Linked DNA regions of Mus musculus: region 1 is linked to region 2. The links are chromatin contacts, called in public Hi-C maps. All regions are on one chromosome and are shown on one strand. The core of a region is the stretch at or near the end of the contact, and the rest is flanking DNA. Distances in the headings are between cores, read along the strand shown. Region 1 overlaps Pkib (protein kinase inhibitor beta, cAMP dependent, testis specific). Region 2 has its middle 45 kb from the start of Serinc1.

Region 1 (4,110 bases), core at 1,605-4,104, 150 kb after region 2:
TTACAAACTACCAAATATTTAAGATAATATCTGTGTCTGTCTCATACTATCTCTCTTATACACACACACACACACACACACACACACACACACAGACACACACACACAGACACACACACACACACACAATGCAAGACAGAGGGAGAATTTTAAACAGGGAAAATTCCCTGTTAAAAATCAATGAAGAACAGTAACTAAAGGAGGCATATATGCAGCTAGCTACATATATCAACAGGATTTTATAATTCTTAATAATCCATGCCGTTTTGATTTTGGTGTTAACAGGACTGTGATTCTATACAATGTTAGATTAGTGGTTATGCAGCTTTAAATCAGTCATGGAATCTCTCATTCTTGATGGCTACATCCATAAAATCTAGATCATATCTCATTGCCTTATAGAATTATAGCAAAGTTTAATGAGGTGATAGACACAAAATAGCTGTAGATATTATTGAAGAAATGCTGGTGTCTCTGTTAGGAATTTCAAGAGAACTCTAGCAAGAAGGTCCTTCTTCTGAGAATAATGAGGCAACATAGGAGGAAGGTCAGGTCAACTATAGGGAAAGGTGACAAATGATGCAAATATCACTTGTCAGTGAACTTATCACAGGAACAGAGAGAAGTTTACCCACTATCTGTCTAGATAATGCTATGAATCAGACAGGGTGATTGCCATAGCTGATTTGTAGAAGTGAAACTGTGACTTATAAATTTAAATGAGTTGTCCACTGTCACCTTGTAACTCTGTAATCAGGTGGATTCTTTTGAACTAATTAATAGTCCAGTGTTCATTATACTTCTCTGAGCCATCAATGCCCAGACACTTAGCAAGTACCAAACAGCTGAAAGTCTAATTCCAGATTGTGTCTGCAAACCTCGTATGATGCTCACAAAAGGAGACTAGCTAGCACAGTAAGAGAAGGCCTCTTTTAGGGCACTTTCAGATGACCACGAAGCTCCTGAGAACATGTGGGGCACCACAGGAATTATTACATGCCGTGAGCAAGAGCTGTGTTCCTAATTCCAGATCAGCATGTGTGCATACTCTCATTTTTTTATTATCATTTTCATAGTGGAAATCAATTGTCTATGAAAAGCTTTCCTTCAACTACTATGAGAAGGCTGGCTTGGTTTCCTCAGGCCAGAGTTTGCTATGTCATAAACACCAAAGAGGATCAAACCCATTCTTTGGTGGACACTGGGCACATTTTGCGTTCTGAGGTAATTTGTCAGAAAATTTAAACCTGTGCTTTCCCTCCGAGGAAAAAAGCCCTGCTTTTTTCGGGGGTGCGGGGGGCTCTGTTGCCACCAAAGGCCAGGTGAACTTTCCTGGTCTGGGATTGAACCCAGGCACATATCTGAGGGCTGTGCAGAACTGGCCCCATCCTTTTCCTGGACATCCATGGGAGAGCTAGCCCTGAAGGCATGGGAGTATGAGAGATGTTCCTGTTCCTCACAACTACACTAGGGAGAGTGGGCCTTGTTCCTCACCTGAGCTGCACAGTAGAGTTGACCCTAGTGATGGGGGTGCCAGCGAGCTGGCCCCAAGGGTATGAATGTAGGAGAGCTGGCACCAACGGTGTGAGTCAAGGAGAGCTGGACCAATAACTTTTCTGCCTTGAGGCAACATGGGCTAGAAAGAGATACTCTCCCCAACCCTAAGTCTTTGTCCCTTATGACTAGTGACTGGTGGGAGAGCTGGCCGTGGAGTCATGAGAAAAGAAGAGCAGAGTGGGCCCTGCTCCTCACCTGCTGCAGCACTTGGGAGAGCGGGCTCTGCACCTCATCAGGGCATCACAGAAGAGCTGGTGCCAGACATGGGGATTATAGGTGATCAGGCCCAAGGGGGTGAAGACAGGAGAGCTGGTCCTGCCTCTTGTCTTCTTGTGGTGCATGGATGAGGGAGAGATGTCCCTCACCACCTATGAGAGGTAGTTTCAGTGAACATTTGCAAGCAAAGTAGTATGGACAAAAGGGTATACTGTGGGACACACTGCGACACAGTAGAGCTTCTACAAGATGTCTTTTTCCTCTGTTGGCGGGGAAGGGTGCAAGGTTGGAGGGTGAGTATAAAGGGAGGGACAGATGAGTGGGATTGGGGTACATGATGTGAAATTCATAAAGAACCAGTAAAAAGTAAAAAAAAAAAAAAAAAAAAAAAACCAACCCTGAACACACACACACACACACACACACACACAGAGCAAGGCCTTGCTAGCACATGACCTTGCTACCTACTCAGCAAATTCAGCAAATTCCTTCTGCCATCACAACTTCTGAGTTACAGCTCAATATCAATTTTTAGGAAGACTTAGAAAAAAAAATCTTAGTTGAAAGACAGTGAGTTTAGATTTTTTTCAGGATATATAATAACTGCTACCTCCTATACAACAAATGGTTTCTGAAGAGTTGTCAGAGAAGCATTACTACTAAGGACTACTGTAAGTCATTCCTATGACTAGCAATGAACTGTGTCCACTCAAAGGCAAGCAAAACTGTGTCTAGCATAAACCTGAGCATACTGAAACCTATCTGAATCAGCACAAATGACGTCACAACTGTGGAGGGGAAAGCCTCAGACATAAAATAGGGTTTATTTCTAAAGAATAAGGAAACGTGCTTTGTTTATTCCCCACAATTACAGTGATTTGGTTTCAGCTCAAATAAGTACCACAAACAAATACTCTGGGAGTGGCCACTCCAGTCTGTCGCATTGGTTGCCAAACCCCGGGTTGGCTGATTCTTTCATAGAAAAAGCAGAACAAAAAATGTTCAGGCCTACTACACCCTCAAGCGTTCAAGTGTTGCTTTGGGATCCGGGGTTATTTATAGCAATCTGGTTCACAGAAGTACTTCCTGCCCTATTCAGCAAATGCTCACGTGGGCATCTTAGAGCCAAGGCACAGACACTGCTATTGTGCCACCCGAGATCAGCTCTCCAAGCCTGTAGCGGTTTTGATGTAGCCATTGGTCTTTGAGGTGACCCTTTTTACTTCTGAATAGCACATTTTTTAATGTGTACATTCTATCTATAGATTCTGTGATGAGGACAGATTCATCAGAGATGACTGATGTGGAATCTGTGATCACCAGCTTTGCGTCCTCAGCAAGGGCAGGCCGCCGCAATGCCTTACCCGACATCCAGAGTTCACTGGCTACAAGTGGATCCTCTGATCTTCCACTGAAACTGGAAGCGTTGGCCGTGAAGGAAGGTAAAACTCCTAATTCCTGGAAATAAAACCCTCGCTTTGTCTCTCTTTTTCAATCTTTTTCTCTGGAGCAGCCTTTTAACTAGTTATAGCCGATCGCTTTTCTTCTTGACCAAAAGCTCTCAGGTTCAAGTGCATTTCTATGCCTTTCTGAAACTAGGCAATTTCATGTCCTAAGGGTGAACATAAAAATTGGTGCTCTGTCTATTGGATGTGCATGATCACATGATAGGATTCTAGGTTCCACCTCCAGTACAGAATTAATTAGGTGGCCATGACTATTAATCCTTGCATTGGATCTGAGTACTGAGACTCATAATAGCTCATTACCTGTCTCAATCTGCCAGTTATAGTTTGAGAACCTAATACAGAAGCTAGTGCCCTCTGTATCTTCTAACATTACAAGAGGCAGTGGGAGGCGATCCCAGTCACAAGGTATCCTTTCTTACTTCTATCATTGCTATGTTGCCTACCATTCAATTTCATGACTGCTAAATGCAAAGAACTCCAGTGATGAGTAGGGCAGATGTAAACTCCTACTGTCACAGATTTTTATAGTACAACAAGAGTGCTAGATTTTTAATGAATAAATATATAGTCTAAGAATGCTATGCTTTATCAGAAAACTGGAATGGGTGCTTTGTAGAAAGTTCATCAGTGACTACAGTACAGTAGAAATCAGAGCACCCATCACTGAAATCAGAATAACTTGTAAGGCAGAGGCAGGAGGATTGCTATTAGATGGTTGCTACCCTGGAATACACAGTGTAACATATATTTTATTCTCCTGTATAATTGTCATCTGGGATGCTTACTGTCTCAGTCTGCTAACCTAGGCCTAGTCCTGGAAGTTTCTAGCCTCTGTACAATCTTATCTAGAATGTTTTCAGCCTCTGAG
Region 2 (4,089 bases), core at 648-3,147:
CTTAGAAAAAAAATACACCTTTAGTAAAATGTATCAGAATGAACAAAATTCTTGTGGTAAATCTCCAACCCAAATATGCCCGGGCAATGAAAACACAACTCAGTTATTATGAATACATGCTGAGCACCTAGACTGGCAGACCTAACGCTACTCTACCATCTTCCACATCTATGAGACCCCATAGAACTTGAGGTTTCTCCAGTCCATGTGCTTCTGCTCTGCTTTTCTTCCTCCTCCTCCGCTGCATGCTCTCCCTCTTCCATTTTTTCCTTCTTCTCCCTGACCTCCCACCTTCTGCTCCACCTTCCTTTTATCTGTCCAATCATCAGCTCTCCTTTATTTTACAAATTGAAGTGGGAAGCAGATTTACAGGAAATCATCTGAGTGCTGATTCATTCCTTGTTCGAAGCCCCTCTTATACTAATATAAGTAGTCCCAGGGTTATCTACAACACAAATCACATTTATAAGTATACCAAATATTTGAGTGCTTAGCCTATTGCTTGGAGGAGAGAAAGAAACAGAGAGAGAGTTAAGGCTTTGACTGACTTTTTCCCATGGATATTAAGATATGAAATACTGCCTTAGAAGTAGTTTTCTTTGGACGGTGCATCAAATTCATTCTATAATTCAGAGACTGAAGTCTTTGCAAGAATGAATAGTACAGTTTGGGCACACATCCCCTTTTTTGCAGTATGATTGTACCCATAACTTAACAGTAATGTTGCTTCAAACTCACAACTCATAGTAGGATATTATTTAACTTACATTTTTTCCTAATTGGAAAATAACTTAAAATACTTAAGTGGAAGATAATCAAGTCATCAAAAATCCAATCCAGAATCCAACCAATTACCAAATAGTTTTCCATTCCTATAACTCCATGATACAATCCTGGGTTTGAACAGTTTGGCTCAGGTATAGATGCATATTCTGATAGCCACACATTAACATATAGTCTTTTAGCTTTCAATTGCTGACTTCTTCACGTTTAATAAACGTTGACATTTGCCAATTGCAAAGAATACAGATTTAAAAGACTAACTTAAGTTTTAAAATATCTGGTAGGAAAAAAGAGTTCATTTTCATTAGAGATGTTTTCTTATTTAGATTTGTAGAAGGTCAAAGTCATCTAAGAGAGAGCTGAGGGTAAGTACTTGAGAATAAAGCAAGGCTTTTTTACACTTTCAAATACAATAGCAAACTGAAGAACAAAGCATCTTTAAATAGATACTCTTGGAAAGCTGGTTTAAGAGAAAATAGAGTAGCAGGTGTTGCATTTGAATGACTGCCTGTGCAGTTCATTTAAATAAGTGAAAGATCCCATTTGAGGCACTGCGTTTGAAGTAGGATTTTTATCAAATTGTTTATTCATGAATTTCTATGATTTTTGGCGCATGGCTAAAACCAATATTAGGGAAAAGACTATAATAACATGAGTTTCCTGTATAACATCTCTTGGTATGGTATTTAAAAATCACTTTTTTTCTGGGGCACAAACCTGTGTCTGGCTTGCTGGGAGGCCAAAGTGAACCTTCATCTCCTCTTGTTCCCCTCATCATTCAAGTGATTCCAATTATGTTCACTTTCTATCTTTAGGTGGGACTTGGTGTTTACTATAATATAGATCATTCTAATTGGAATCAGGACCCAGGTTCAGTTTTCTGTGTACACACTTTTAATGACTCTGCAAACCCAGTCACTGGTTGGAGTTCTTAACTTCATTTTCCAAGTTGTGGTGCAGCTTGTTAAGACAGTCTTCTTGGACTGCATGTTCTTCTTGTCTTTATGAGGACTTACTAAGTGAATGAGCTGCGAAGTCCCACATTCCCATCCTGATGACTTTGCTGAGCACTCAGGCCTGGCTTGCTTTCTGTTTCCATGGTATCCGTATTTTCTCATCCTGAAAGCCTCCACTAGCCACGACACCAGAGGCCTGTGCAGCTGCCTTGTGACCCAGCTTGTAGACAGATCATTTCCTCTTCAGCTCAAGTTTGTAGCTAGTGGGAGCTGGATGGGCTAGCCAAAACTGAGAAAATGCCAAAGAAACTAGAATCAAGAAAGTGCATGTATAAGGCAATGTTAAAGCAAGTCCCCATTGAGAATGCAATCAGCCAAGGGAGAAGAAAAACCAGGAGCAGTGGAGAACTGGAGGAGGAGGTCCTTGTTTGGTCTGTCCTTCACAGTCTTACCAGGACAGCTAAAAGAGGTGCCATTAACAAGCTGGGATTGGCTGGGCAGTGGTGGCACATGCCTTTAATCCCAGCACTTGGGAGCCAGAGGCAGGTGGATTTCTGAGTTCGAGGCCAGCCTGGGCTACAGAGTGAGTTCCAGGATAGCCAGGCCTAGACAGACTCAGAGACAGCTAGCTCCCATTCCAATTACTGGGGGTCCCACACAACCAAGCTGTACATTTGCTACAAATGTGTAGGGGGCCTAGGTCTAGCCCCTGCATGCTCTTTGGTTGGTAGTTCAACCTCTATGAACCCCTATGAGGCCAGGTTAATTGATTCTGTAGTTCTTGTGGTGACCTTGACCCCTCTAGCTTCCCCAATCCTACCCAAACTCTTCTATAAGCCTCTCTGAGCTCTGCCTGATGTTTAGTTGTGGGTCTCTGCGTCTGTTTCCATCAGCTGCTGGATGAAGCCTCCTGCGAGACAGGTATACTAGGATCTTGTCTACAAGCATAACAGAGTATCACTAATTGTGTCAGGGGTTGGCTCTCTCTCATGGGATGGGTCTAGAATTGGGCCAACCATTGGTGGGCCATTCCTTCAAACTCTGCTCCATCTTTATCTTCGTGCTTCTTGTAGGCAGGACAAATATTATTGTTGTACTTTAAAAAGGCATACTCTCTCTCTCTCTCTCTCTCTCTCTCTCTCTCTCTCTCTCTCTCTCTCTCTCTCTCTTTGTGTGTGTGTGTAAAGGGAATTATTTTAGATCAAGAACTTGTAGCCTCTGCCTCAACTACTCAGCACTGCCTCAGTGTGAAAGCAATCACCAAAATGGATGAATGCCACTGAGTCCTAGTAAAACCGTTATATCTGAACTGTACCTTATGGACTGAGTAGGTGACTCAGGCACTTTGCCCTTCCCAGCCCTGAAATTATAAGTGCATATTGCTGCACTCAGATATTTCACGTGGACTCTGGATGTTGAACTCACAGCCTTACATTTGCAAGACAAGAACTTCATAAGCCACATATTTAGCTCATAAAATATAATATTTTAAAATTCATTTTATATTTATTATTATTTATTATTGTCATCATTGTTGTTGTTGTTGTGGTGGTGGTATGTGTATGTGTTCCTGCAGAGGCCAGAGGTGTCAAATTCTCTGGAGCTAGAGTTAAAATTATTTATAAGATGCCTGACACAGATGCAGGTCCTTTGTAATAGCAACAAGCACTATTTTTTTTTAATCTTTTTTTTTTATTAGGTATTTTCCTCGTTTACATTTTCAATGCTATCCCAAAGGTCCCCCATACCCACCCCCCAATCCCCTACCCACCCACTCCCCATTTTTGGCCCTGGCGTTCCCCTGTACTGGGGCATATAAAGTTTGCAAGTCCAATGGGCCTCTCTTTGCAGTGATGGCCGACTAGGCCATCTTTTGATACATATGCAGCTAGAGTCAAGAGCTCCAGGGTACTGGTTAGTTCATAATGTTGTTCCACCTATAGGGTTGCAGATCCCTTTAGCTCCTTGAGTACTTTCTCTAGCTCCTCCATTGGGGGCCCTGTGATGCATCCAATAGCTGACTGTGAGCATCCACTTCTGTGTTTGCTAGGCCCCGGCATAGTCTCACAAGAGAGAGCTATATCTGGGTCCTTACAGCAAAATCTTGTTAGTGTATTCAATGGTGTCAGCATTTGAAAGCTGATTATGGGATGGATCCCTGCATATGGCAATCACTGGATGGTCCATCCTTTCGTCACAGCTCCAAATTTTGTCTCTGTAACTCCTTCCATGGGTGTTTTGTTCCCATTTCTAAGAAAGGGTAAAGTGTCCACACTTTGGTCTTCGTTCTTCTTGAATTTCATGTGTTTGGCAAATTGTATCTTATATCTTGGGTATCCTAAGTTTCTGG

Evidence for each region. A called contact is a pair of places that touch in the nucleus more often than the background predicts.
Region 1: a contact with region 2 is called in a Hi-C map of stem cell-derived neural stem cells, with 2.7 times the contacts expected there. The contact joins two enhancer-like sites. A contact is called at or near these places in 2 of 15 datasets of contacts at CTCF or cohesin (large pre-B cells and pro-B cells), 31 of 484 Hi-C or Micro-C datasets (B cells, the BV-2 cell line, CD4 T cells and 22 more), 6 of 115 datasets of contacts at active chromatin or transcription factors (bone marrow-derived dendritic cells, bone marrow-derived macrophages, large pre-B cells and 2 more) and 1 of 9 other capture datasets (liver).

What each region holds. Positions count from the first base shown.
Region 1 is chr10:57,725,052-57,729,161 of GRCm38.p6, forward strand. Pkib (protein kinase inhibitor beta, cAMP dependent, testis specific) reads left to right here. Exons shown (of 5, transcript NM_001039051.2): 4 at 3,039-3,215. The coding sequence starts at 3,047. Among named protein-coding and RNA genes, the nearest start is that of Fabp7, 58 kb to the right of the region's middle. Within about 2 kb of position 2,855, at least 95 of the 459 cell types and tissues checked have an H3K27ac peak or open chromatin away from gene starts, as enhancers often do. A contact at or near this core is called in neural progenitor cells and stem cell-derived neural stem cells, where this site is marked.
Region 2 is chr10:57,575,659-57,579,747 of GRCm38.p6, forward strand. No RefSeq gene overlaps it. Among named protein-coding and RNA genes, the nearest start is that of Serinc1, 45 kb to the left of the region's middle. Within about 2 kb of position 1,898, at least 3 of the 459 cell types and tissues checked have an H3K27ac peak or open chromatin away from gene starts, as enhancers often do. A contact at or near this core is called in neural progenitor cells and stem cell-derived neural stem cells, where this site is marked.